7 separate regions of the Mus musculus genome follow, and regions 1, 2, 3, 4, 5 and 6 are each linked to region 7. A link is a contact called in public HiChIP or PLAC-seq and promoter capture Hi-C data. All regions are on one chromosome and are shown on one strand. The core of a region is the stretch at or near the end of the contact, and the rest is flanking DNA. Distances in the headings are between cores, read along the strand shown. Region 1 overlaps Mpdz (multiple PDZ domain crumbs cell polarity complex component). Region 2 overlaps Mpdz (multiple PDZ domain crumbs cell polarity complex component). Region 3 overlaps Mpdz (multiple PDZ domain crumbs cell polarity complex component). Region 4 overlaps Mpdz (multiple PDZ domain crumbs cell polarity complex component). Region 5 holds the start of Ccdc171 (coiled-coil domain containing 171). Region 6 holds the start of Mpdz (multiple PDZ domain crumbs cell polarity complex component). Region 7 holds the start of Nfib (nuclear factor I/B).

Region 1 (3,920 bases), core at 1,323-3,822, 1.1 Mb after region 7:
TTCTTTGAATAGTTCTTCTTGTTTCCACTTGGTTGATTTCACCCCTGAGTTTGATTATTTCCTGCTGTCTACTCCTCTTGGGTGAATTTGCTTACTTTTTTTCTAGAGCTTTTAGATGTGTTGTCAAGCTGCTAGTATGTGCTCTCTCCCGTTTCTTCTTGGAGGCACTCAGAGCTATGAGTTTCCCTCTTAGAAATGCTTTCATTGTGTCCCATAGGTTTGGGTATGTTGTGGCTTCATTTTCATTAAACTCTAAAAAGTCTTTAATTTCTTTCTTTATTCCTTCCTTGACCAAGGTATCATTGAGAAGAGTGTTGTTCACTTTCAACGTGAATGTTGGCTTTCCATTATTTATGTTGTTATTGAAGATCAGCCTTAGGCCATGGTGGTCTGATAGGATACATGGGACAATTTCAATATTTTTGTATCTGTTGAGGCCTGTTTTGTGACCAATTATATGGTCAATTTTGGAGAAGGTCCCGTGAGGTGCTGAGAAGAAGGTATATCCTTTTGTTTTAGGATAAAATGTTCTGTAGATATCTGTCAGATCCATTTGTTTCATAACTTCTGTTAGTTTCAGTGTGTCCCTGTTTAGTTTCTGTTTCCACGATCTGTCCATTGATGAAAGTGGTGTGTTGAAGTCTCCCACTATTATTGTGTGAGGTGTAATGTGTGCTTTGAGCTTTACTAAAGTGTCTTTAATGAATGTGGCTGCCCTTGCATTTGGAGCGTAGATATTCAGAATTGAGAGTTTCTCTTGGAGGATTTTACCTTTGATGAGTATGAAGTGTCCCTCCTTGTCTTTTTTGATAACTTTGTTTTGGAAGTTGATTTTATCCGATATTAGAATGGCTACTCCAGCTTGTTTCTTCAGACCATTTGCTTGGAAAATTGTTTTCCAGCCTTTCACTCTGAGGTAGTGTCTGTCTTTTTCCCTGAGATGGGTTTCCTGTAAGCAGCAGAATGTTGGGTCCTGTTTGTGTAGCCAGTCTGTTAGTCTATGTCTTTTTATTGGGTAATTGAGTCCATTGATATTGAGAGATATTAAGGAAAAGTAATTGTTGCTTCCTTTTATTTTTGTTGTTAGAGTTGGCATTCTGTTCTTGTGGCCGTCTTCTTTTTGGTTTGTTGAGGGATTACTTTCTTGCTTGTTCTAGGGCGTGATTTCCGTCCTTGTATTGCTTCTTTTCTGTTATTATCCTTTGAAGGGCTGGATTCATGGAAAGATAATGTGTGAATTTGGTTTTGTCGTGGAATACTTTGGTTTCTTCATCTATGGTAATTGAGAGTTTGGCCGGGTATAGTAGCCTGGGCTGGCATTTGTGTTCTCTTAGTGTCTGTATAACATCTGTCCAGGCTCTTCTGGCTTTCATAGTCTCTGGTGAAAAGTCTGGTGTAATTCTGATAGGTTTGCCTTTATATGTTACTTGACCTTTCTCCCTTACTGCTTTTAATATTCTCTCTTTATTTAGTGCATTTGTTGTTCTGATTATTATGTGTCGGGAGGAATTTCTTTTCTGGTCCAGTCTATTTGGAGTTCTGTAGGCTTCTTGTATGTTCATGGGCATGTCATTCTTTAGGTTTGGGAAGTTTTCTTCTATAATTTTGCTGAATATATTTGCTGGCCCTTTAAGTTGAAAATCTTCATTCTCATCAACTCCTATTATCCGTAGGTTTGGTCTTCTCATTGTGTCCTGGATTTCCTGGATGTTTTGAGTTAGGATCTTTTTATGTTTTGTATTATCTTTGATTGTTGTGCAGATGTTCTCTATGGAATCTTCTGCACCTGAGATTCTCTCTTCCATCTCTTGTATTCTGTTGCTGATGCTGGCATCTATGGTTCCAGATTTCTTTCCTAGGGTTTCTATCTCCAGCGTTGCCTCACTTTGGGTTTTCTTTATTGTGTCTACTTCCCTTTTTAGGTCTAGTATGGTTTTGTTCATTTCCATCACCTGTTTGTTTGTGTTTTCTTGTTTTTCTATAAGGACTTCTACCTGTTTTGTTGTGTTTTCCTGCTTTTCTTTAAGGACTTATAACTCTTTAGCAGTGTTCTCCTGTATTTCTTTAAGTGAGTTATTAAAGTCCTTCTTGATGTCCTCTACCATCATCATGAGATATGCTTTTAAATCCGGGTCTAGCTTTTCGGTTGTGTTGGGGTGCCCAGGGCTAGGTGGCGTGGGAGTGCTGCGTTCTGATGATGGTGAGTGGTCTTGGTTTCTGTTAGTAGGATTCTTATGCTTGCCTTTCGCCATCTGGTATTCTCTGGAGCTGTGCAGGATACACTTGGCGGGGTCCTGGAACCATGATTCTCTGTGCAGGGTATACTCGGCAGGGTCCCGGAACCAAGATGTCTGCTGCTGTTGCTCAGGCAAAATGCTCCCATGCCGGGCAGATCCCTATCCTCTGTCCGGGAAAATGGCCAGCTGTCTGTGCAGGATACACTAGGCGGGGTCCCGGAACAGAGATGTCTCCTGCAGATGCTCAGGCAAAGTGCTCCTGTGCTGGGCAGATCCCAATCCTCAGAATTCTTAAGATCCCTTGGCGGGTGTTGTGGGTAGCTGGTGGTAGTCACCCGACTGTGCGCCCTAGCTACCTCTGTGCTGCTCGGACCGACAGGGGCTTGTGCCCCTACTCAGACCGGGTTTTTGCTTCCCTGACTAATTCAGTCTCAAGTCCCGTGCGATTGGATTGGAGCAGATGCTGTGTTCCACTCACCAGAAGTCTTAAGATCGCTTCGGAGAGTCAGTTTCTTAACCACCTTGCCAGGCTGACACACACACACACACACACACACACACACACACACACACACACACACACACACACACACACATGCACACACACACACACACACGTGCACACCCACATTTGTTTTTGTGTGGCAAGAGGGTATATATATATATATATATATATATGTTTTTGTGTGGCATATGCGTATATACAAAGGTCAGAGAACCACTTTGTGGAGTTGGTCCTCTCCTCCCTTTGTGTGGGTTCTGGGGATCAAACTCTGTTTAGTTGTCATATTTGTATAGCAAGCAGCTTTACCTACTAAACATTTCACTAGCTTGGTACCTGCACATTTTACTACTTAATTTGACTTTTAATTGAAAGATTCTGTTTTGTGATGTTTCTCTTAAAAAGTGTAAATGCTTATGTCCCCAACTTTATTTCATTGCCTAACAAGTTTTCCCCTTTCCTTAATTCTAATTTGTGCAGAAGTGGCTATTCTCCATCTGTAGGCTGTGGACTAGTTAAAGCAAAATGACTCCCACTTCCTTGGACTGTCTAGTTAAGTTCAGACTTTTCTTTTGGGTTTTGGAGGATAGAAAAGAAAAAAATATGTCATGATCACATTAACAGAGTTACCTAAAACCAGAATGCAGTTCTTACCAGTGTGTGTTGTTTCTGAAAATGGATAAATATTTTTCTTATGTCAGGAATAATTTTAAGACAGAGCATAGAGCTGGCTAAGATGAAAATGTCTGTGGTGTCTTTTGAAATTCTAATGCACATTGTGCAGAAGTTAGGAGTGTTTTTTTTTTTATTTTATTTATTATGGGTTTGTTTACTGTAGAAAGTTCAAATACTACACTTTTGTAGAGTAATACCTTTAGATGTTTGTTCATTAACTAAAAAATAAATACATAGGCATTAAGTGAACTAAATTCTTATGTTCTTTGATTAAGAAGGCACTATTTAAGCTTAATGCAGAGCTGATTCAAATGCAGCCATGTTTTACTGTGGAAAATTCCTGTGTATCTAAAACAGCAAATAGTGTTAATTAGGTGGTATTTTTTTTTAATTAGGTATTTTCCTCATTTACATTTCCAATGCTATCCCAAAAATCCCCCATATCCTCCCCCCCAACTCCCCTACCCACCCACTCCCACTTTTTGGCCCTGGCGTTCCCCTGTACT
Region 2 (3,686 bases), core at 807-3,306, 1.2 Mb after region 7:
CAGAGCTCAGGAAGATTGCTTACCTTACATTGGTAGTGATTACTAGTATGGGGTTATTTTTCTGTAATATTTTGCACATGGCATTCCTCTGCAGAATGTGCACTTGGAGCATTCTGACCACATGGTTTCTATGCTGCCATTCATAAGCAGTGAGCGTGTCTGTTGTGAGTGACTCCTGCTGTCAGACACAGAAAGGCTGTTGCTCAGGTAGAAACGTCACGCACACTGTCGTAGCCCACATGCCATTTTGACTCTGTAGTAGACCAGATCTTCAGATCATAGAGATATTTCTTAATTATCTTTTAATAAGAGTACAGGGGAACATCATTTTAAAATTTCTTCCTTGTACTTCACAAATGGAACAGCTTTTCAGTTCATTTCTTCTTGCTTGTGGCCAGCCCTCCTTTTGCCCAAAGGAACAGATCACATGGAAATAGTTTGTGGCAGGATATTTAGCTTACACGATTGGGTGTGTTATGAAATGCAGATGGCCTGGTGATTGAACACTCAGTTGTTGTTCACCCAGTCTGTTGGGCACTTGAAGCATCAGCTTCCATACCCCATCCCCAGCAATAACTGCAGAAATTCAGCAGTGTCTCCAGAGTGTAGGTCCTGCATGGAGTTAATGCCAGAGAAGGTTTGAGTGGACCTAAAGTCAGAACATCTCTTCTCATATTCCTGAATCATTTGTATTGTGTCTCTACTTTTCCTCTTCACTTGTCAATCAAGCCAGAAACCCCAAACCCCGAGAGAGGATCAATTGCCTTATAACTCTGAAAGATAACTAGAGGGCTAACTTGCTAAGCATGGCTATCACATCTCATAAGTCAAAGCACATTGTGACATTGACATGTAAAACAGAGGGAAGAAAAAGCTGCCTTCTTCTAAAATTAACCAGTCATAGTTTGTCTTTCTCATACACATACAAACAAAATCACTATTTGTTGTGCACTAGTCAGTTTTACACATACACATATCAGTCTTTCATATACACATACTAGTCAGTCTTTCTCACATATCCATGACAGTCTTTCATACAGATATAATAGTCTCTATGCACATGAGAGTAAGTCTTTTACACACACACACACACCAGCATACACATAAAAAACACCAGTTTTTCTTAAAGGCCCACTCATGCTGATTCAGGTAGCTGTAAATGGACTTACTGAGAAGATGGTTGGAATTTAGTTTATTTTCCCAGTCTTTTTTTCAGAAGCAGAACACATTATATAAACCACATTTAGTGGGGCTGCTGAGCAATGTGTTCTGGGTTTTCTCTGAAGTATTTTTGGCCATTTCCCCTTTCTGTCACTTCCATTTCATAAAGCAGAGGTTTAGAATTGCCCTGAGGTCACTGTTGTCATTCTTCCAGAGGGAAGTGCAGCTATACCTTTATTCTGAGTAAAACCATACCACCAGCCCTGACCCATTCAGCTGTGTACTTATGGCTTGGCTCTAAGTTCTATCCAGTCACTTTTCCTATATTGCTTATTAATGGGGAGCGCTGGAAGCTATTAAAAAAATCCTCACAGATTCTGACTCAGCTACGGAACTGATTGGCCATAGGGAAGGGATTGCTTGTTGAGACAGTATGTGTGTGTGCTCCTTTCTCTGCCATTCAGGATAGACAGCTGGGAAGGTTGTGTGTATTCGTGCATGCCTAAGGGATGGATTGAGTCTGCAGAGTTCAAGAACAGCCAGTTAAGTTCCAGGCCTCCTTGTTTCCTGTGCAAAGCCAGATGTGAGCCCTCAACAGAATGCACTCTGTTCCTTTTCACTGTACCTTGCCAGGAGCTAGTACATATTACTGTAATAATAGCCAGGGTTTTGTGCTTAGCAGCAGCTGCTTATAACATCTGCCAGATAATTACTGAGCTGAATCAGAATTCACCTGCCTTAACCCAACGTGTGGGATGAATTCCTGATCAAGGAATAAAAGATTGATTGCAGTTACATTTTTCCAGGCTTGTTAATAATCACCGCTATAGACGCCAGGAAAGAGCAGATGCTTTTCTGGGGGAGGTGTAGATGCGAGGGAGGTGGAGAGGGGGAAATATCCAGGAGCACCCACTTTTAACTACATATGTATGCGTCTCACATTCAGCATAAGACATTGACATTTGTTAACACCATTGTAAAAAGACGCTGCGGCGTATGCTTCCCATTCTAGATTCTCTGCAGCACCTGCTGACGATCGGGCCCCCTTTTATGTGTGAGTATTGGTGACTCAAAAGCTCATTATGGTGGTGTGTTACAACTTGTCTGTGAAAACCATTTCATGCTTTTGTAACATCCCAGATCCAGATCAGATTCAGTGTGTACAGTTTGGCTGTTTTCTTCATTTATAAGAATGTCATTTCCAGCAGAGCTATGCAGTTGCTACATTTTCGCATTGCAATAATGGTTGTAAACTCATTTGGAAATCCTTTTTTTGTCAGCCACTAAGCTTCCAGGCTCCTTTGTGAGACTGATTCTGTGTGCATGTTCAGGCGTGACCCCTGGATTAGCAGCTGTTATCACATGTCAGCATCACTAAAGCGAATCTCTTTTCTTCCACTGCGTGTGTAACCAGAGGTTAGATTACATAGAAGGTTTTGATGCAGTTCCCAGATAATCTGCTTCCCTGTGCTTCTGCAGCTTGTCATTCAGCCTTGGCGGGTTCTGCCTCATACGGAGCTTCTATGGGCTGTGTGATTGGCCATGGGCTGCAACTGCCCTGCATGTGCTGTTGCATTGTGGGACACCTCTTCTGATGACCACTGTCAATGTTGGTTGGGACAAATACCATGGAAGCGACTTTCTCTGTTCTTTTCCCTGGCCAACAAAATATCAAACAAATATTTATAAAGCCTTCATTTATTATCCTCTGATGGAAGTAAATCAGCAAGTACAGAACAACTCCTGGATCCTGGTCAGGGCTTCAAGATCCTAATAAATCAGGCGAGGCTTTTTATTAGTATTATTGCATTCCTGACATACCTTGTCTATATATTTTCTCTTGGTTTTAACTCAAGGGTTGATTAATATGAGTTCTCTCAAATTTAGTTTTTCTAAAGATCTTTCAAAAATTATGTTTTCTAAAATCCTGTTACCATTTTAGATTTTATATTCATTTTTATATTTTAGTATTATATAGAAATATATAATTACATGGTTTGACTCATGAAATTTGAGTGGATAACAGCAAATCTACTATTCAGTATTTTTGTAACACATTAAAGGTTTTACTTGTTTGTTTGTTTGTTTGTTTGTTTTAATAAATGAATACATTAAGCTGGGCCAGTGAAAGAAATGCTTTCACTGTGCCTAGTGAAATTTCTATAACCACTCTTTTCTGCTCAAAGTTTGGTCCTGGAGGTAGAATTGTCTCAAGGAGATTCCTGGGGGGTTGAGTGGGTTTTTTTGGTGGGCTCCTGTACTGCAGCCAGCTGTGTTCTGAGAGAATCCTGCCTGCCTCACTGTCTGGTGGCATGTTGCTAATGACTGCCTAATAAATGATGACATGCTTGTGGTTGAAACATTCAAGGTTCAGCAGTGTTGTCTTGCCTCAGAGCACCTCAAACCCATGAAGTTGCACGTAGAAGACATGAAAGACTGAATGCCTCTGACTCAATGTCAGGATCTTTTGAACTCATCTTAGTGGATGTATTCTATTTTAAGAGTCTCTGTGATTGCTATATTGA
Region 3 (3,864 bases), core at 1,186-3,685, 1.1 Mb after region 7:
ATAAAATATGAGGGAACCTATGAGGAGTCTGATCAAGTACAGCAGGAAGGATTTGCCCCACCTTCCTGGTGCAGAAGGTGAATTTTGTGTGCTTGATTGTTTCAGGGTTTCCACTGTTGTCAGCTGAGCTGGAAGAAGCTGAAGATGTGCAGCAAGAGGCTGCCCTGCTGACCAAGTGGCAGAGGATTATGGGAATTAACTATGAAATAGTGGTAGGTTGGCTTGCTCTTCCTGTTTCATCACTTGGACCTGTGTCTGTGCAGGAAATTCTTGGGGAAAATAATGATACTCATTGAGAAGAGGCCTGGGGAGAGGTCAGAGGTCGGAGTTTCTCGAAGCTGTCATGTTGCTAAGGGACAGAAATACATGGTTTGCAAGTTTGTCATCATGCCTCAGTATTTCTGAGAGTGGTGGAAGTACTGTTCACACAGGAAAGGGTTTCCTGATTCTACACATGTGGTTTATAGAAAGAACCAGCATAGAGTGACACCTTACTTCAAATAAGTTAAAGCTTGCCTTGAGCTATGACTGAGCTGTAGGCTTTTCCTCCTCCCTCCCTCTTTCCTCATCTACCTTCCTTCTTTCCATGTTAAAAAGAGTCACTTCAGGCAAGGCATCACGTAGCCCAGGTTGGCCTCAGGTTCTCTGCATAGACAAAGGACCACGCATTCCTGACCCCTCTACTTTCCTTTCCCTAGTGCTGCACATACAGGTGTGCACCATGCTCCACCCAGCATTGCCTTTGTCATTCCTATTCATTTTGCTTTTGTGATACAGTGATTCTGCCTGGCTTTCATATCACTTATGGCAGTGTTGGTTATTTATTTGCTATTATAAAAGGTAGCAAAGTTGACTCACGTCATTGAAATGTCAGGAAAATCAAAAGCAAAAGTAAAACACTACATTCAGTATAATTTTTCATATTTATAATAATTCCTTTATGCCTCTAGGTTAGAAGAGGTAAAAGAAAATAGATGATATATATTACAGGTATCTCTGACTTTCACTGCTAAGTAGTGTTGTCAATGTTGCACTTCATTTTCATAGCAGTACTTGTTTGTAAAAACTCAAGGTAATTAACATCAAATCAGAAATGAGTAAGTACAGCCAGGAGCATCTTAACTCTTAAGTTGGAGAGGAATACAGTAGGAACAGTTGAAGAGCACTTCATTTAGCACTGACTTCATGGGTGGGATTAATGTGACTGGTATGGACAGCATCATTTGCTGTTTAGGGGGTAATTGAATGAGAGGTGGGCCCTCCACAAGCCATTTCATCTATATCAGAACCAATCCTGAACCCGAAAGGCCCCTTGTGTACCTGTTGTCTGCATATTTCCTGTCCTCTCCTAAGAGCAGAAGCGTGCTGCACGACAGGACCACATCATTTGTGATCTGTGCTCTGGTAAATGGGTGTAGTCCCGCCTTCTCCTTGCCTACTGTGTACTTGGCAGCATTAATAGAATTATAGAGGGGGTGTGGAGCAGAGATAGCTGGCGACTTCAGTGGGAGCCTGGCCTTTTCTTAGAGTAATTGAGCTCTATTTGGGTTTTCAGGGTTGAGAAGAATGCTTCTCAGCATCACAGCTCAGAGTCTGGTGACTTCACTCTCATACTGACCTTTCACCCACCACCTTAAGATGTGAGAGGTCTTGTTTGGTAAAGTTATTATTTGTGGGAAATGACACATGGCACCCCATGGTGTGCATAGCAGCAAGTCCCAGGTATGCAGTCTCCAGGCTGTTAGCTGTGCTCAGGTCTATAGGAATTTTTTCGGAGAATGCTCTCAGGTGCTTGAGGCTAGACATATCCCTTTACTCTTGGTCTTTGAAGCCATTTGACATAAGTATCTTTCACTGGTAGCACTACAATAAGACTTTTAAAAAAGTTTTTTGACTTTTTTTTGGATGAACTTAATATTTATATGACTAGAAAAAAAAAACAGAAAAATGTTAGAGTTGTGACAATTTTTCTCATTTCAGGTGGCTCATGTGAGCAAGTTTAGTGAGAATAGTGGGCTGGGAATAAGTCTGGAGGCAACTGTGGGCCACCACTTCATCCGGTCTGTGCTACCAGAAGGCCCTGTGGGACACAGCGGGAAGCTCTTCAGTGGAGATGAGCTCTTGGAAGTAAGAAATTCTGATTTCCTTCTTTCTACTGATGCAAGTTGGGAAAGGCTGCTGGAGAATTAATAGTGATGAATATATCATAAAGTCAGTCCAAAGCAGAGATGCCAAAGCTGTGTGTGTATTCCAACTTGCAGATCCAGTTCCCCGTGTTCTCTTTTGGTGGTTTTTGTTCTGTTGTGTTTTATGCTGTTTTAGCCTTCAGAGACTATGAAACTTCCATGACTATTTTTCAAGTATATATTCAGTTCTTAGAATAGTCGACACCTTCATATGCTTCCATAGAGAATAACGACAAACAGCAAAACGCATCCTGTCTGTCCCCACTCACTCAATTCTTGTCGCTCAGTAGCTATCTACTGGTATTTGTTTCTCTGCAATCTGTCAATGTTTTTTTAAATGCAGAGAAAAAAAATGTTCCCAGTTTTAAAAACATTTTACCATACTATATATGCCATTTCTAGTCTTTCTTAGTAAAATCATTAAATGCTAATTCTTTGTAGCCTTCTCTCCTGCATCTACTAGGAATATTTGTATTCTCTCTCCCTACCCTACATTCACAGATGAAACCTAGAGAGAAGCTGAGGGTTTTACCATGGTACTTGAGAAGCTCTAGGTACAGCGAGACTCTGAGCTCAAGTTCAGGTCCTGTTTGGAAGTGCTTGCACAGGTCTAACTGCAGGTCTCGGCAAGGCAGAGCCACAGCCACTACCATAAAGAAATGTATGTTGTGGGAAAATGGTGCTCCCTCACACACAGACCTTTGTAGTTTAAAACTTATTTTGTGCGGACCTGCCTTTCTGCAGGTGAATGGTATAAATTTGCTTGGGGAAAACCATCAAGATGTGGTCAATATTTTAAAAGAGTTGCCTATAGATGTGACAATGGTATGCTGCCGTCGGACTGTGCCACCCATTGCCCTATCAGAAATGGATAGCCTGGACATAAATGATCTTGAACTCACAGAAAAGGTAGGCTGGACATAAATGATCTTGAACTCACAGAAGGAAGGCTAATTTGATGCTTAACACTGTTAGAATGTTAAGGTATTTTTATTTTCTGCAAGACTTGATTTTTTTTAAGAGTCTATGCTTATAGATCTAGAACCCAAACAGCTTGGGCTTGAGTTCAGTCAGAATTGATGCTTACCCTGAACAAAGCACCTCTCCTTTCTAAACCTCAGTTGTTGTTTTTGTCTTCTGTAAAATGTAGGTTAGGATGCTGCCCATCTCATGGACAGTCTCTCTGTAGGTGAAAACAGTTACAACAGATAACACTGCACACTGTGAACTTGACAGTAGGTCCTCCCAACTGCATGCCTTGCACTTGACATGAGGTACCACGCACCATGTGTATTTGGAGTGCCTCCATTAACTAGCTCAACCCCAATTGGCAGAAGTATGCAAGTCGTATACAGACGGAAAAGCATATCTTTATTTACCCACCCTGCCACCTCTGGTTTGTAGTTAACCATTTAATAGTTAAAATATAGAAAGATGTGTTTTAGTGTTTGTTTGGGTTTTAATTCATTTGTACATTTTAGTGTAGATCATAAGTTAACTCACAATTCACATCAAATAATACTCTATGGTGTGTATTTTTTATATGCTTATTCTTATCTGTTTGAATCACAATATCCAAGAACAGAGCTAATCATCTTTTTGGAAGGTGCTGCAACATAGACCCCTGGTCAGATATTGTGAAGCAGGGATTTCTTTTACCTTATGCTGAAGGAATCAA
Region 4 (3,788 bases), core at 934-3,433, 1.1 Mb after region 7:
AGGATTGTTATTCTCACTTGTATTTATGTAGGTAAAGCGCTGCCCAATAGGGCAGTAATTGTACCTCAGATTCCAGTGAAAATAGTTTAATTTCTGCATGAGATAATTTTGCCTGAGATGGGATTACTATCTGCATGTTACTACACTCTTCCCCACACTGCAGTGTGGGGCAGTGTTGTAGAGACAACTGATTGTAGAAAGCTGTGTCAGGTATGGCACATACTGCAGAGCTCACCGGTCAGCACTGTGCCTTCCCCAGGTAGCTCTTGGGAGCCTGAGTACTGAAAGGCATGTACAGTTCACTCTGACACCTCAGCAGTTGCCAGTTTTGAGGGAATGGGACAATAAAAGGAAAAGGAGCTGTTGTGACATTTGACATCTGACTCCATTCCTACTCTGATCATAAAATTCTGTGTGGCTACATTTTCTATGTCTCATTCTGCATTGAAATCTTAGGCCATAAAAACTGTTGGGACACATCGGGAAGTTCCTTGTAATGCAGGAGAAGGAAAGGGAAAGTGTGGCTTCCATTCAGACAGTGCTTTCAGGATTTCCTCCTGTTAGCAGTTGCTAAGTAGCATCACCCTCTAAGGATCAATGTGCATCTTAGTAATAGGCTTGTGTTCTGACTTACCATGGAAAATGTGATAGAGAACAAACAGAGTTCTCACGTGCATCTTTATCAATCTTTGCTTAGAATTTCTGAAAGAACTTTAACTTGTTTGTGTGTATGTACTCATGATCAATATAATATTTCATCACCCAGTGTCTGTGGAATGCCAGATGTCTCTAGTGGTGAACCCCTCTTTTCTGATTACTGTCATATACATGTAATATTGCATACAATGTACATGCAGTAGATGTTTATGCTGTCATCATGACTGTACTAGAACATATTTGAAGAATCTCCATTTGAAAAAAAAACCCAAAATTGGCTTCTAAAGTATAAGAACCTGTGTTTTTATAATTCAGAAATGTGTTGAAATTGACTGTAGAAGCATGTATGTAAGGTGGTAGGCCTATCAGAGCATAGTCAACATGCTCACTTTCATAAGATGTCTAGCCGTCATCTGAGTTATTGGTTTAAAGCATTTATAAATATGCTGTTTAATTTTAGGGTAAAATATTCCAAGGGTTGAAATAGTACCTTGAAATGTCCATTATCTAGGATTCTGAAATTATCTAGTGTAGAATACTTAAGTTTTTAATACATGGAATTATTGTACTTTGGATGTAATTCATCACTCACAGCCACATCCACTTACTAATGGGTTAATTATCAATTTTATTATACATAAATACAAGTTTGTTTATCTTTTTAAAAAAGAAGAGATTAGATTTTTAAGGCCATGCAAGGCTTTATGCTGTTTTCACGGGGCTGGAAACATCTGGCGCCAAGCTCAGTGACACATCGTTTGCATCAGTTTCTGGGGCTTTACAACTGTTTGCTTAAGCATATACTATACCCTGTTCCTGCTTTTAAATGAACTTCACTGTAAGAAACTTAAATATGTATAGTGATAGATTTTAGTCTTCCTTTAGGTCCTAAATCTAATCAAGCAGCTGGGTTGTTTTGAAGCATATGTAAATATGTTATTTAATTTTGAGAAAAAAGTATTTAAAGTCTTAAAAGAGTGTCATTATACTGAATTAAAAATATGTACTTTTTAAATTGCTTCATACTCAGTTCCCATGTGACAATGCTGTGCACTTTGGGAGATTATTTTAAGGTTTCTAAAGGTGTAAGGGTCTTCATAGGTTTCACGAGTCTTTTGAATTCTGTTATTGACTGATAATAGAAAAAAATCTCTTTGGAATAGACAAAAATCGGGCCCTGCAGGCAGCAGAGCGCTTGCAAAGCAAGCTGAAAGAACGCGGGGATGTTGCAAATGAAGACAAACTGAGTCTCCTGAAGTCTGTCCTGCAGAGTCCACTCTTCAGTCAGATCTTGAACCTTCAGACTTCACTACAGCAGCTAAAAGACCAGGTAGGATGGCATCACCCACAGAGGCCATCACGGTGTAGCAAAGATCTTGTAAGGAAAGGCTCATGCTTTTCCACAGGCTGACTTCTCTCTGCGTTAATAAATAATGAAGTCATTTAAACCAACAGACATTCAGGCTCGCAGTGCCTATTCCCTGCTGGTTATTTTTGTCCCTGTTGTTGCGGATGGTATGACATTATGTTGAAAGCTTGTGTGGATGCTTAGACATGAGCTCCTGCAGGAGGAAGGCTGCTGAGAGTGTTTGGGCTGGGTGGCTGCACCCTTGGTTTTCACTATCACTAGGCCCCGTTGTTCATGTAATCCTGCTCACTCAGATTCCGACGTTCAGTACAGCTACAGAATTTGAGAGTAGCATGAATTTGTATGTTTAATCATGTGTGTGAAGAAGGGAAGTCACCTCTGTTTTGACAGTGAGAGGATAATTACATTGTCATCAGCTAGAGGAGCTGCAATTCTCACTTCTTAAGAGTGTGCAAGTAGCACTTGCTTCCATGACAGCATCAGATGGCGATAAACATTAGGATTTCTAAATGTAACACCATGTTTTATTCCCTGAAAAATTATGAACATTAAAAAGTTTGAACATTTATATTAAAACTGAAAGCATATCACATGACAGAATGAAAACCAAAGTCAGATGTTCTTTGAACTTACTTAATTTAATCACCATTTCGCAGGTTTTAAAAACGTTTTTTAAAACAGTTCTTATCCTCTCAAGGTTTGAAGTTAATTTAATTATGTTCTCATGTTTTTATAATTAATTTAATGGTTATGGATGACTTGCTAGCAAATATTCTGCCTTAAAAGGGTAAAAATGAAACTTAAAAACTAGTTTCATAATTCAGTGAATGAGCATTTCTAGTGGGACGGATATTCCAGATGCCAACAGATAGTAGAGAAGCTTGCTTTGTGTCTTCCAGCCTTAACCCAGATTCCCGTGTGCTTTTGTAATTCCCCATAAATAAAAAGAAGAATCTTCAGAAATATTTATCTATTGGGCTGAGGAGACAGCATAGTCAACAGTGTCCCCATCCCCAGAACCCTCTATGAACAAACAAACACATGAACAACTGCAAGCTGGTATGGTGGTACTGGGGGAGAGAAACAAATGGATCTCACACGCATAGACACCTGCAAGTAGGCTGTGCAGGCGCACACACACACCCTCAAGTCATTTTTCTGTAGCTAGTTTCATCTTAATTATTTAAAAAGCCATGGTTGTGAATTTAAAAGTGAGTTTTTGTTGTATGTATGTGTGTTTCTTTTCTTGGTAAGTTACTGGAAAGACTGGATTTTAATAATGATGGACTAACAACCTTTTGGAGAAACCAGTGTCTAGAATATAAACATAAATATTACCATATTATGTTAGCAATTATGTTTTATAATAAATATTATCAAATTATGTTTTTTCAAAAGTGACCAGAAGTCTTCTTTGTGCATCTTGTGAACATGTAGTTGTAATGACAGGAAAATTAAGTCATATGCCAAGTATGTTAAAATACACTAGTAGTCAAGCAAAGTAGCTAGATCATTGCCTGTTAGGCAGCCTTCTGCAGGGAAGAGGGCTTGTGTCCTCTGTGTCCAGTGAAAGAACACAGATGGCCTACAGGTTGTCCTGGTTCTGCTGCTTTCAAGTAGAAATAGAATCTAACTCTAGGGCCTTGTGGGCTTAAATGGTTCACATGAAGCCTACTGAGATAGCTACTGAGTATTGTAAGGAGCTTCACAAAATATAGCCTATTGTGATTTCTATCACTGGTAGGGAATGTCTCTGATGCTA
Region 5 (3,777 bases), core at 1,273-3,772, 1.0 Mb before region 7:
GTAGGCAAAACACTCATGTACACAGAATAAAAATGAATATGAAAGAAAGGAAGAATAATCATTTAGAAATAAAGTGAAAGAAAAAGAGGAAGAAAAAAAAGAAGAGAGAAGAAGAGAAGAGAAGAGAAGAGAAGAGAAGAGAAGAGAAGAAGCAGTTAGGGATAATACAAGTCCCTGAATAGGGAAATATCCAAGTTCTTTTCCCAGAACCATAAAAAAGACAGACAACTCAAGCAAGGTAAAAAATAAATAAATAAATAATTAAATAATTAAACCACACTTGAAGAAAACTTTCCTTAGCTTTGCGAATTGGCTGTATTGTAGTCCATGAGGTTTATCCGAGGCGCAATTATTGCTAATTGAAAACTTTTCCCAATACCCTGCCATGATGACTTGAAATAAAGTCGGCATTGGCAATTTTTGACAGTCTCTACTGAGACTGAATAAAAAGGAAAAAAAAGGAAAAAAAAAAACTTTCCTTAAAGAACAAATTTTACCCCACATTTTGCAAAAGCAAAGTGGGTGCATCACCCCAGCCTTTTCCGACTCATTGGCCATCTTAGCACGAGTTTTCCTACCCTTCAAGCCCTCTTCTGTCCCTTCGCCGCATGCTCACCTCTCAGTCACACAGCTCAGAGAGAAAGGGGCTGGATGAAGAGTCAGGGCCCAGTATGGAACACTTACTATGTGCCACACACGCAACTAACTACGCATGCTTGATCCCACCATCCATCCCTTAATCTCCAGAGACTATTTGCCCATTTCACAGACGGGAAAACTGGGTTTCCCAGAGATTGAATGATTTGTACCAAGATACTCACTACAAGAATTAAAAGTCATACTCACATCTTGATGACTTCTAATGATTCTGTACCAAGAAAACATGCTTATCTGGAACCGCCTATGCCTCTCTGGGCGCACAGCCTAGCTTCTCCTGCCCACCCCCACCCCACCCCCGCCCCTTTAAACTGATGAACACCAACTCACCAACAAGCATCAGGTTTCATCAACTATTTAAGTCAGCCCCTCGACCCTTTCCGCTCTTGTTTAAAGATGAAAGGAATGCAACCTGTGTCACAGCACTTCCACTACCTTCTCAGTTTGGGTGTCTAACCAAATGCTATTTTTTTTTTTCTTTACTCATCGAGAGGAAAGGGCTTGATTCCCTAACACTAAATCCACTTTTTTTTTTTTTTTTTTTTTGTCTATGCAGCTTTGCATTCATTAGTCGTGACACCTGTGTGGGACTATCAGCAGTTACACGGTTCATTTGGCAAGGGGGCACTTCAGAGCTGAGTGCAGCTCAAATAGCAGAACACTTTTGTGCCCATGATTCTTGTTCAGTCTCAACCACCTTTCATCCCATCTCTGAAAAAAGAAGAGAGGTGAAGGAGATGTGTGATTCTGTCCATAAAACACGCCTAAGACAAAGAAACTCAAACAAACAAAAAGTAAACGGAGCCTGAAAGACTAAGCCCACTCTGCTTATTTGACATAAAGAACCTAAGGTCCAGGCGACAGGTGATTTGCCTGTCACAGCTAATAAATGGCTGAGCCAGGATTTACACACAAGCTCCAAGCTAAAACAGCCGCCTTCACTTTCCCTAGAATCCCGCTGCACTGCCTGCATTCCTCTGCCTTTAACTGGAAAGGATTGCATTTCCGGCTCTATCACAGTTTGGTCGTTACTAAGCACTGATAAATACAAATAACAAAACGGTAGTTTCATTTCTCCAATACTAGGAAAAGTATAAAACATCAACGTGCAAAATCTTAGAAGCTGTTTGATATCGTCTCTAAGTTATGTATTTGATTAATATGAATATCGTAAATGATTAAAAAGTCAAAGGGGGGGGGGTGTGTGCTTGTACGCAAAATTCAGCTTTAAACTCACAGCTGACTTTTCTAAGTCCCAAGGTGGGTGGTAGGCAGAAGTTGCATAACTCATTGTTTTGCTTATCAAACGTTTGTAGGGTGCCTAAAGTGTGGTAGGCATTTAAATAAAATGAAGGTAAAACACGAAAAAAAAAAAAGTGATCCTTGGGTACTGATCCCAAAGAGCTCCGAGGACTCTAGTCCCCACCGGTCCTCGGAGTACAGCGAAGATGCTCGGCTTCCTCAAGGTGGGCGGAGAGCCCTGGCCATTGAGCTGGAGGCTGGAGGCTGGAGGCTGAGCTGGAGGCGTGTCAGCACCAGCTAGCAGCCCTCAGCCGGGTCCTCTCTGCAAGCCCAGTCTCCTCTCAGCACCTCCCGGTCCCGGGCGCCAGTCACCATTGCACCCACAGCCCGCAGTTACCTCGGACTCGCGTGGTCCAGCCTGCACACCCACGACCCCCAGGCAGCTTCAGGTCTCGGGGTGAGTGGGAGGTCAGGCAACTCTCAGGAGAAAGAGTGACAACTGGGGAAAGCCGATGGACTCTAGGGCCAGGATGGAGAAAGTCTACGAGGTGAAGTTTACAACGGCCACTTCCGGGGGCCCGGAACACGCGACGAGGCTCTGGGCAGCCGCGACTTTCTCCGCCTCCCTGGCCCCGCCCCGGCAGGCCCGCCCCTCGCCTCCGCGTCCCCAGCGTCCCGCCCGCCGCCCGAGCCCCAGCTCCAGGATACGCGCGTACTCAGAGAACGCGGGCTCGCGCTGGAAGAGAAGCGCCGGCCCGCAACCGCGCGCGCTCCCGCGGCAGGCGGGGTATATTGCGCATGCGCCAGGGGTGGGGTACGCGTGCGCAAAGCACACGGGTGGCTCGGGGCCGCGTTCCACCCCATGCGCGCTCCAGCGCCGGCATGCTGTGCCTTCTCCTTGTTTCAGAACTCCCGCAACCGAGTGGCGTGCACATTTCCAGCCTCGGAAAAGGGCAGCAGCCTGTTCCTGCTCTGTAAACGTCTTCTTAGCTGGCTCTCGGCCCGAGAAACCCGCTAGGACCGCGGCCGATGCCAGGGTCCCCAGGGAGAGTGCCTGGGCTTCGGCACAGGTGGCAGACTCTCAGCGCCCTCCTCCTGCAGTCTCCTCCTCCCATCGATTTCTTTTGTATTTTGGCTTGGGTGGATAGAATGTAGGTCGGTGCTCTGATGCTGCTGAGCGTCTTTGATTACAAATAATGCAGAACCGGATTCATTGGCAAATAAGGCCTTGGAGCCTCGCCTTGAGCTCCATCTCTGCTAGATTTCAGCCCCTCCCCCTCCTCGCCCACAATTTATAAAGAGCTTTGGTTCGCCCTGTAGCCGCTTCAGAGGATTGGAAAAGCAAATCCTCTTTTGTTCCTTGGCTTTTGAAAGCCTATTCCCTAAAGAACAATGCGAAATGGCAGGATTTTGATGAAAGGTTTTTATCCCTGCCGCCACTACCTTCTTTCCACAAGTGTTCATACAAAATGAGCCTTTTATGCTAAACTTGTCCGGGGTTGGTTGTAATCAGCCTGAACCAGGTGTTGGGGTTCTCGCCTGCTCTCGCTCTGGAAAGTTAACAGTCCTAAGAGCAAATAGATTAAAACTTTGGTTCTTGCACTGCTGAGAAACTTTAATTGGTTTGAGGTCAGTTGTTTGGTTTTTAAAAGGTTTTCCTTGCTTCTTAAGGCTTTAGCCAGAAGAGATAACTGCTTCGAAAACAAACTGAAGGAAACAAAAGTAGCCCTCTCTACTTAGGAATCAAATGGAGAATTACAATAAATAAGATTACATTCACCACCACCATGGGTTTCTCTGTGTGGCCTGACAGTCCTGGAAGATGAGAGTTTTTTTTTAAATTGTATACGGCTTAGTTTTGTTATTTGAAAGATTTTT
Region 6 (3,515 bases), core at 727-3,226, 1.1 Mb after region 7:
AAATGCTTGAACTGAACATACAAATTTGCACATTCTTGGCCATTCGATGAGAAGGTGGAAGTGAAAATGGATTTAAAGGTACATTTAAAACAGAAAGAAGATTCATAACTGAACCTTGAGGACCTCCAGTATTCAAAGATGGCAAAGACAGGGATGCCCCAGGACCTGCAGATCTACTTGAAAACAAGGAAGCTTCGAAGTCTAGCTCTTGCTTAGGAGTCTCTACAGCCTCTGTGAATGCATGAGAAAACATAAACTATGTCTTAGTCACGGTTTCGATTCCTGCACAAAACATCATGACCAAGGAGCAAGTTGTAGTGGAAAGGATTTATTCAGTTTAGACTTTGCTGTTCATGACCAAAGGAAGTCAGGACTGGAACTCAAGCAGGTCAGGAAGCAGGAGCTGATGCAGAGGGCATGGAGGCATGATACTTACTGGCTTGCTTCCCCTGGATTGCTCAGCTTGCTTTCGTATAGAACCCAGGATTACCAGCCCAGGGATGACACCACCCACAATGGGTCCTCCCCACTTGATTACTAATTGAGAAAATAAATGCCTTACAGCTGGATCTCATGGAGTCATTTCCTCAAGGGAGGCTCCTTTCACTGTGATAACTTCAGCTTGTGTCAAGTTGACACACAAAACCAGCCAGTACAAACTATGAGATGAGAAATACACCCCATGAGTTTAGGCAGTAGAAGGCCCTTACCAAGACAACTGTCAGAGCAGTGACAGGCCCAGAAGTAAGGGTCTCTTGCGCAGCTGTGATCAAGAACACACTGGGTAGAGACAGAACTGTGGATAGATCCTCTCCATCCCTACCCCTAACCCTAGCCCCTTCTCTTTACCTTTGTGTTTGGTTTTAAGATGGGACGCCTGATAGAACAGATTCCCACAAATGCACTGTGGGAGGAAGAGAAGATGGGATGAAATGTCCCTCAGACGAACTACATCTTCATTTTCAAAAATCCTAGAACTGACTCATATCCACACATTCTGAAGACATCCAGTCAGAGTTCACATTTTCCTGCATGTCAAATCTATGCTGATTCATATTTGCGGAACCAAGGGAATTGAAGGTTTGGGCCCTGTGTTGTCTCCACCCAAGACACTGAATCCACTTTAATCAACTCACATTAGCAAGCAAAAATTTTCATTGAACGGTAACACTTTCATTCTTGTGCATTTCACGTGCTTCCTCCTTTAATATTTAGTAAATGTTAGAGAAACGCAAATCGCTTTTTATTAGACAAAATAAAATTACAACGCAATTCTTGTATTTTAAAGTCTGAGAGTTTTAAATTGTTCACTCTAATATTAGACTTAGAAAAAAGAGCGAGCGAGCTGTATTTTCTTTAATGGGTGTGGGGTTGGGGATAGACTGTGGGACTCCAGAGCTGAGGTCAACAGAAAGACAATTGTAAAAGTCACAAAACAGAAAAGGGGCATTCCCTCCCACCCCAATTCCCAGTAGCAGACAACTCTGAGCACTTTCCCGGAGGAGTTTGCTGCTTTTTTTCTTTTTATTGTCTCACCAGGCTAAGAACGCATCTTGATGTGCTAAGTAACTTCTCAAAAAAGGACTTCCCTTGACCACCTCGTTTCTCAAGAGGCCACGAATGCAGAGGGCAGTCCTCACCAAGAACTAGGAGAACTGCAACTAGAGACTACCAATGCAGGGGCCGGGAGCATAAAACACAAAAACTACATTCCTAGCCCAATTCAAGTTTTTGATAAAATATCAGCAACACTGGAGTGCAAGTATTTCTCGCGTCAATATGTGTGAAACGCTATACTTAAAAAAAGGGCACTTCCTTTGGAAGTCACATTTAGGAGCCTGCCCCACGCCCCGCCGCCTTCGCGCTTGTCCGTCACCCACGCGGGCCCGGGCCCGTGCGCCGGTCGTTCCATCTCGGCGGCGGCTGGGCCGCGCCCCTGATTGGCCAGCGCGCCCCGCCGGCGTCACGGCTTCCCGCAGCCCCGCGGCCTCCGGGAGGCTGGTCCGCGCGCAGCAAGGCTGGCCGGCCGCGGGCTCCGGTTCTCCGGCCACGCGTGAGCGTTCGCGCCACACGGCGCTCCGAGGGCCGCGACTACAGCGGAGAGGAGCCGAGCGCTTTGCCCACCCCGGGAATCCCCGCCAGGCCGCCGAGCCCGGTAAGCGGCCCCGCCCGAGCCCTGCCCCCGGGACTCTGGAAGTTTCCCGGGCTGCGCGCTCCCCGCCGTGCTCTCCGCGCGGCCTGCGCGCCTGTTGCTGTGCGCGGGCCCGGGGAGTGCGGGAGGGCCCGGGCCTGGTGGGGGTGGGGGAGCGTGCGGGAGGCGCTTTGTGTCTGAGCCCTGCTTCGTGGGGCGCGATGGTGCTCTCTGGGCTGCTATTTATTCTCCAGGGACTCGGGGACTGGGCAGTTCCTTCCCGGGTCATTGGCGGCGGGGAGGAGGAGGAGGAGGGGGCGGTGGCAGCCGGGGCGGGCGCGAGGGGGCTGCTCTGCGGGGGGAGGACGCCGAGGATACGCAGGCCTGCGGGCGAAGGTTGGGGTTTCCTTCTAGCATCAGATAAGAGGACCGCGACTTCACCAGCCAGAGGGAAAACTCCTCTCAGTATTGTTTTAGTGTCCTGAGGGGATGAATCTGAGAACTGAGCCCAGGCCACCTCATCCTGTGCTGTAGGACAGCTGTGCAGTTGACATCACCTTTGTGTGTCCATAGACCCTCGTTTAGGATGCCCTTCATAAATTAATGATCTGGGAACAGGGTGTGTGGGGGGGATTGGTCCTAGGGGTTTGGGAGGTTTTTGCATGTAGAACTTGTTAAGAGATGATGAAGATTTTACAACGATCAAATTATCCAATGTAGTTTATTACGGATTTAGAGGCTGATAGAATCCAGAATAGCAATTACATTTAAAACTTTAATAAAACTAAACTTTGAACGCTTTTAATTTCAAGTTCTAATATAAAGTTTTGGAAAAGTGCACCTGGGCTATTATGGATAGAGGAAGGCTCTGTAATTTGTCTTATCTTCCTCACCCCATTTAAAAAAAATAAGCAAAAATTGATGGGACTTTTTTTCAGCATATTGATAATAGTGCATATGTGTGCTGTGTCTTTCATGCATTCCTTTCTTCCTTGGATTCTTCTAGTTTCTTCTGGTTTTCTTTCTTCCTTTACCACGTTCTAATTTTACCACAGAACCCTGATGGTGGTTTGGTGAGGGAGTTAAGTTTGTTTTTAGGGTGCTCCAAATTCTGTCACCCAGAAAATGATCTACTGAATTCCTACGGGCGTCTTTGCATTTCAGATGCTTTTTAAATAGGGAACACCTTGAGGGAGTAAAGGCTATCTATACAACATACTTTGCTGCAGGTTGGAAGGTACTAGAGAGATAATTTCAGAAATGCAAATTTGCATTGATTCAGTGCTGGTTAGCACTTTCAACATTTAACTAAAGTACGCAAAATGGTTTACAAATGAAATCCTGGATATGTGTTCTGGAGGTAAGACTGAGGGGGGGGTGGTCT
Region 7 (3,799 bases), core at 59-2,558:
TTGATGTGTCGTTGTGAAATGCTTGATGTGGGTAACTTCCACTTGGGGAAGGAAAAAGTCACTGGTTCTTTCAGGTCCGCTGGGGGAGGGCACGGTGGTCAGGAGTGCGAGGACTGGAGAAAGTTGAGGGGGGGAAAGTCCAGGACGCGGGGTGGGAGCGGGAGGCCGCGGGGGGCCTGGAAACGCTCGGCGGCCCCAAGCTAGGGCGACATGGAGCCCCGGGCGCTCACTTTTCTTTCTCCATTGTCTGGGGCAGCCTTTGATTCCTCCATTTCCCCACCCACCCCTAGCGGAAACCCGGAATTTGGGGGGCGGTGTGTGTGGGAGAGAGTGCCCGCGCGAAAGGGGGTGCTGGCCGGTCGCCTCCAGGGTCCCGGGAATCAAGTTCATTCACTCGGCGGGGGGCGGGGCGGGGAGCCGGCGGGAGCCGCCGGGGAGACCCGCAGCCGCACACGCACCCCGCGCGCTCCCGCCCCGCAGCCTCGGGCGCGCCGCGGCCCCGCCCTGCCCGCACCCCCGCGGGAAGGGAGCCGCTTTCCGCCGGCGCCCCGGGCTCTGGGGGTGGGGATTGGGACGCGGCCAGCGCGGCAGGAGGAGGAGGAGAGGAGGGGCGAGCGGTGGCGCGGCCTTCCCGCTCCGAGCGCGGCCACGTGCACCGGGCGCCGGGGGAGGGCGGGCCGCTGCGGCGAGGCTCGGGGGACCCTGGGGACCCCGGCGCCCCTCTCCGATCGCCAGTGCGAGCTCCGGGCTGGGCTGCCCGCCGCGCCCCGGGCTCCGCGCCCGTCCGCTGCAACTCCAGGAGGCCAAGTTCACTCTGGCCCCCGCCTCCACCCTCCCTCTCCCTCCAGCCGCCTGGGGTGCTAGAGTCGGCGCCCTAGCCCCGGCTCGGGGCGGCCTGGGTGTGAGGGAATTTTCCATTCGTTTCTTTCTTGGGCCCAGGCCGGTTCAGGGCTTCTCCCCTTAGGATGTTCTCGCGTCTTGAGCGTCTGCAGCGAGCAGTGAAATAACCTCTCCCTGGGCGGGTTTTCGGGGGTAAACGAAGAGTGGCAGAGAGAAGAGCTATTTTTGAAAAAAGAAAAAAGAAAAGAAAAGAAAAGAAAAGTCCCAATACTGTGGCACCGGTCTGATACCTTTAACAAATGAGGGGGAGAGACGCGAGGGCTGGGGGAGGCGCGCGGGAGGAGGAGGAAGGTGGGGGGCGGGGGGTGTGGAGAGGCTGGTGCAAAAGGAACGCGCGTTTGCAGGAGGAGGAGGAGTAAAGCGGTGATTGTGTAATTAAATAATAAAACAATCCTTAAGTCTGATTTGGAGAGAGCTCGAGCGGGGTCCAGAGGGTGGAACCGGTGAATCTTTCAACTTGCAAGTTTTTCAAGGAAAGAAAGCGAGAGAGGGAGGGGGAATAGAGCCCAGGACAGAAAAGAGGAGTTTGCAGCCAAGCGGGATCGATCGTTTGGGATTTTTTTCAGGAGGTCCTTCCGATCCTTTCCGTGGGCTGTGGCCAGCGGCACCGGCAGCGGAGTCCACGCGCGGCGGGTCAGACCCGGGGCGAAGCGGGCGGGCGGCGGTGCGGCGGGGCAGGAGCGCAGCAAAGGCTTTTCCGCCCGGGAGCTCCGCGCCTGCGCCCCCTCCCTCACCCCGGCCTCTCCCTGCTCCCCCCCACCCCCACCCCCACCCGGCCCTCTCCTGCGCGCGCCCCGCCACCCGCGCGCACTCGCTTGCGCTCCCCCTCGCGCACACACGTGGTCGGCTCGCAGCAAAGTTTCGCCTGCGATCGCCACTCCCGGATCCTGCTGCAGTGTTGGCGGCGGTAACCTTGAACTTTACCAGCGCGGTGACACATTCTCCTCGCTTTCCCCACCGCCTGGCCTCCTGCGCCCCCCTCCCCGCCTTTTTTTAAAAAAAACATTTCACCACCCACCATCACCCCAATCCAACCCACACCGAACCCTCGCGCACCCCAACCCCCAACAACAAACAACAACAACAACAACTGCAAAACAGAAAACAAATCCCCTAAACCAGGCGACCAGCAGCCTGCACCAGCGGCGGCAGCCTCGGAGAGCTCGGCCGGCGCGCGCGAACCGCAAGAGGGTTAAAAGTGTAGATTGGATTTCACCCCGGGAAATCTAGCTCGCCGAGTGAACTTGAATCTTTGGCTATTTAAGGAGGACTGGGTTTGTTGCGAAGTTGCGGTGAACCGGCGCAGTGCCCCGTCCTGATTGATCGCATCGCTGGGCTCAGATGACTGTAAAATGAATAGATGAAATCCTTGCTTCTGGAAGATTTTCTTGGGCATCTCCGGGAAAGTGCGTTTTAAGGCGAAGTCATGATGTATTCTCCCATCTGTCTCACTCAGGTACTTATCTTGGTCGCTTTCTCGAGCTTTCTCTGGCCCCAGACGCCTTTGTTGTGTCTTCTTGCTCTTGTGCTGCAGACCCTCAAAGGCTTTGCCTAACCTTGGCACACCCTGGTCTTCCCCGAGAAGTAGTGCGGAGTTGCGGTGGGCTGTGCGGGCGGCGTGGGACCACGGCTGCCGTGTGCGCCCATCCCAGCGCCCGAGCGGGGAGAGCCGGCACCGGGCGGGCGAGGCTGCTGGGGGTGGGCAGGGCCGAGACCTGCGGCCGTGAGCCCCTGTCCGCCCCTAAGGAGATTGCGGCGAAGGCAGCGGCGGCGGTGGTGGCCGCGGCGGCACCCTCACTCCCTGGCCGGTGCGCGTGGGGCGGACTCCGGCTTGGGAGCGTCTGTAGATGGACTCTTGGGCAAGGGGCTGAGAACTAGGCTTGAGCGCCTTTGGACTCTGCTGCCCACAGTGGGCGGGTGACGCCGCCAGTCTAGGTGGTGGTCCAGAGGACTTATTACTTTGCGTTTTGGGGTGCCTAAAGTCCTGTTCTACAGTGACCCACATTTCGGGTTTTTAAAGACCTCACTTCAGAGGCGATCTTTTACGCTGACAAGAAGTTGAAGTGTTTGTGGTGAATTTTTAGGACTTTTAGGACACGTTTGTTTTAAAAGTGAGACTTGTTCATTTGATGATATTTGAACATCGCTCGCAAGGCATAAAGTAGTATCAGAAAAGTGAGATTTTTTTTTTTAACTTGGAAATTTGCCTTAAGGAACAACGTTAGGAGGTAAAACACTGTCTTTATACCTAAAAACCCAAACTAGTTTCTATCCCTTCAGTCAGATGGTAAAATGAAGAAGTGGTCAGATCTAGAGACTTACCTGGGGCGCTTTCATCCTTTCATGGATGCCCGACGAACTCACCAACTGATGATAGCTTAAACAGCCTAGTCCAGAACTGTTAATTTACAGCAGTTAATTCAACCTTGAAAGTTATGGGACAGTTTACTTCCAACTTTTAAGAGTATGAGTCTAGATTGGGTCATTGAAATTTTTCATTGACATTGTCAAGAAAGTGAAACATAATTGCCTAGTTTTGGTTGTCTTAAAGTTTTAAAAATCTAAGATTATGAGGATGCATTTTTATAATGAACAAATAATTAAGATTTCAATTGTATGACAATTAGAAACCATTGTGATTCAAAAGGACTGCGGCATTCATAAATTGTGAATGAAGATGAGAACAACGATAAGGGGCATTCAGTGATTGGACACAGCCCTGTAGCTTTTTGGCTGACACATTTTTTATTGTTTATATTTTGTTTGGCATCTGAGTATGATTAACTTAGATATGGCTATTTTAAGCAAGTAAACGTGCACTTTAAATTTAACAAAACTGGAAAAATGGGTTGTTTGAGTTATTTGTATTTTAAAAGCTCTGAATGATAGTAACCCACGA

What was found. Promoter capture Hi-C pulls out the DNA fragments that hold promoters and counts their contacts. HiChIP or PLAC-seq counts read pairs in DNA pulled down with a chosen protein or histone mark.
Region 1: a contact with region 7 is called in a promoter capture Hi-C map of stem cell-derived epiblast-like cells, with 3 times the contacts expected there. The contact joins the enhancer-like site here to the promoter of Nfib in region 7. A contact is called at or near these places in 5 of 39 promoter capture datasets (the 3T3-L1 cell line, cranial neural crest, liver and 2 more) and 6 of 115 datasets of contacts at active chromatin or transcription factors (VIP interneurons, astrocytes, cardiomyocytes and 3 more).
Region 2: an H3K27ac HiChIP or PLAC-seq map of VIP interneurons shows a contact between it and region 7, with 5 times the contacts expected there. The contact joins the enhancer-like site here to the promoter of Nfib in region 7. A contact is called at or near these places in 7 of 39 promoter capture datasets (the 3T3-L1 cell line, the C10 cell line, the SN4741 cell line and 4 more) and 8 of 115 datasets of contacts at active chromatin or transcription factors (VIP interneurons, astrocytes, cardiomyocytes and 5 more).
Region 3: a contact with region 7 is called in a promoter capture Hi-C map of hippocampal neurons, with 8 times the contacts expected there. The contact joins the enhancer-like site here to the promoter of Nfib in region 7. A contact is called at or near these places in 7 of 39 promoter capture datasets (the 3T3-L1 cell line, the HPC-7 cell line, frontonasal cranial neural crest and 3 more), 5 of 115 datasets of contacts at active chromatin or transcription factors (the NIH/3T3 cell line, forebrain, neural progenitor cells and 1 more) and 1 of 9 other capture datasets (embryonic stem cells).
Region 4: a contact with region 7 is called in a promoter capture Hi-C map of hippocampal neurons, with 9 times the contacts expected there. The contact joins the enhancer-like site here to the promoter of Nfib in region 7. A contact is called at or near these places in 5 of 39 promoter capture datasets (the 3T3-L1 cell line, the C10 cell line, hippocampal neurons and 1 more) and 6 of 115 datasets of contacts at active chromatin or transcription factors (astrocytes, cardiomyocytes, craniofacial prominence and 2 more).
Region 5: a promoter capture Hi-C map of embryonic stem cells shows a contact between it and region 7, with 3 times the contacts expected there. The contact joins the promoter of Ccdc171 here to the promoter of Nfib in region 7. A contact is called at or near these places in 2 of 39 promoter capture datasets (embryonic stem cells and stem cell-derived epiblast-like cells), 1 of 484 Hi-C or Micro-C datasets (embryonic stem cells) and 2 of 115 datasets of contacts at active chromatin or transcription factors (both in embryonic stem cells).
Region 6: an H3K4me3 HiChIP or PLAC-seq map of craniofacial prominence shows a contact between it and region 7, with 7 times the contacts expected there. The contact joins the promoter of Mpdz here to the promoter of Nfib in region 7. A contact is called at or near these places in 12 of 39 promoter capture datasets (the C10 cell line, cranial neural crest, embryonic stem cells and 7 more), 1 of 484 Hi-C or Micro-C datasets (the HL-1 cell line), 14 of 115 datasets of contacts at active chromatin or transcription factors (the NIH/3T3 cell line, VIP interneurons, astrocytes and 8 more) and 1 of 9 other capture datasets (embryonic stem cells).

Annotation. Positions count from the first base shown.
Region 1 is chr4:81,398,638-81,402,557 of GRCm38.p6, reverse strand. The region is part of intron 3 of Mpdz (multiple PDZ domain crumbs cell polarity complex component); the gene reads left to right. Among named protein-coding and RNA genes, the nearest start is that of Mpdz, 42 kb to the left of the region's middle. Within about 2 kb of position 2,572, at least 3 of the 459 cell types and tissues checked have an H3K27ac peak or open chromatin away from gene starts, as enhancers often do. A contact at or near this core is called in stem cell-derived epiblast-like cells, where this site is marked.
Region 2 is chr4:81,331,506-81,335,191 of GRCm38.p6, reverse strand. The region is part of intron 22 of Mpdz (multiple PDZ domain crumbs cell polarity complex component); the gene reads left to right. Among named protein-coding and RNA genes, the nearest start is that of Gm25803, 5.1 kb to the left of the region's middle. Within about 2 kb of position 2,056, at least 48 of the 459 cell types and tissues checked have an H3K27ac peak or open chromatin away from gene starts, as enhancers often do. A contact at or near this core is called in VIP interneurons, embryonic limb bud, forebrain and 1 more, where this site is marked.
Region 3 is chr4:81,362,257-81,366,120 of GRCm38.p6, reverse strand. It overlaps Mpdz (multiple PDZ domain crumbs cell polarity complex component), which reads left to right. Exons shown (of 47, transcript NM_010820.3): 13 at 106-212; 14 at 1,981-2,127; 15 at 2,931-3,095. Among named protein-coding and RNA genes, the nearest start is that of Gm25803, 26 kb to the right of the region's middle. Within about 2 kb of position 2,435, at least 3 of the 459 cell types and tissues checked have an H3K27ac peak or open chromatin away from gene starts, as enhancers often do. A contact at or near this core is called in hippocampal neurons, where this site is marked.
Region 4 is chr4:81,417,071-81,420,858 of GRCm38.p6, reverse strand. Mpdz (multiple PDZ domain crumbs cell polarity complex component) reads left to right here. Exons shown (of 47, transcript NM_010820.3): 3 at 1,821-1,987. Among named protein-coding and RNA genes, the nearest start is that of Mpdz, 24 kb to the left of the region's middle. Within about 2 kb of position 2,183, at least 11 of the 459 cell types and tissues checked have an H3K27ac peak or open chromatin away from gene starts, as enhancers often do. A contact at or near this core is called in hippocampal neurons, where this site is marked.
Region 5 is chr4:83,524,290-83,528,066 of GRCm38.p6, reverse strand. Ccdc171 (coiled-coil domain containing 171) reads right to left here and starts at 2,522. Exons shown (of 26, transcript NM_001355378.1): 1 at 2,297-2,522. Gm25899 (a small nuclear RNA gene) reads left to right here and starts at 299; the gene lies at 299-439.
Region 6 is chr4:81,441,276-81,444,790 of GRCm38.p6, reverse strand. Mpdz (multiple PDZ domain crumbs cell polarity complex component) reads left to right here and starts at 1,976. Exons shown (of 47, transcript NM_010820.3): 1 at 1,976-2,155.
Region 7 is chr4:82,503,288-82,507,086 of GRCm38.p6, reverse strand. Nfib (nuclear factor I/B) reads left to right here and starts at 1,308. Exons shown (of 12, transcript NM_001113209.2): 1 at 1,308-2,356. The coding sequence starts at 2,327.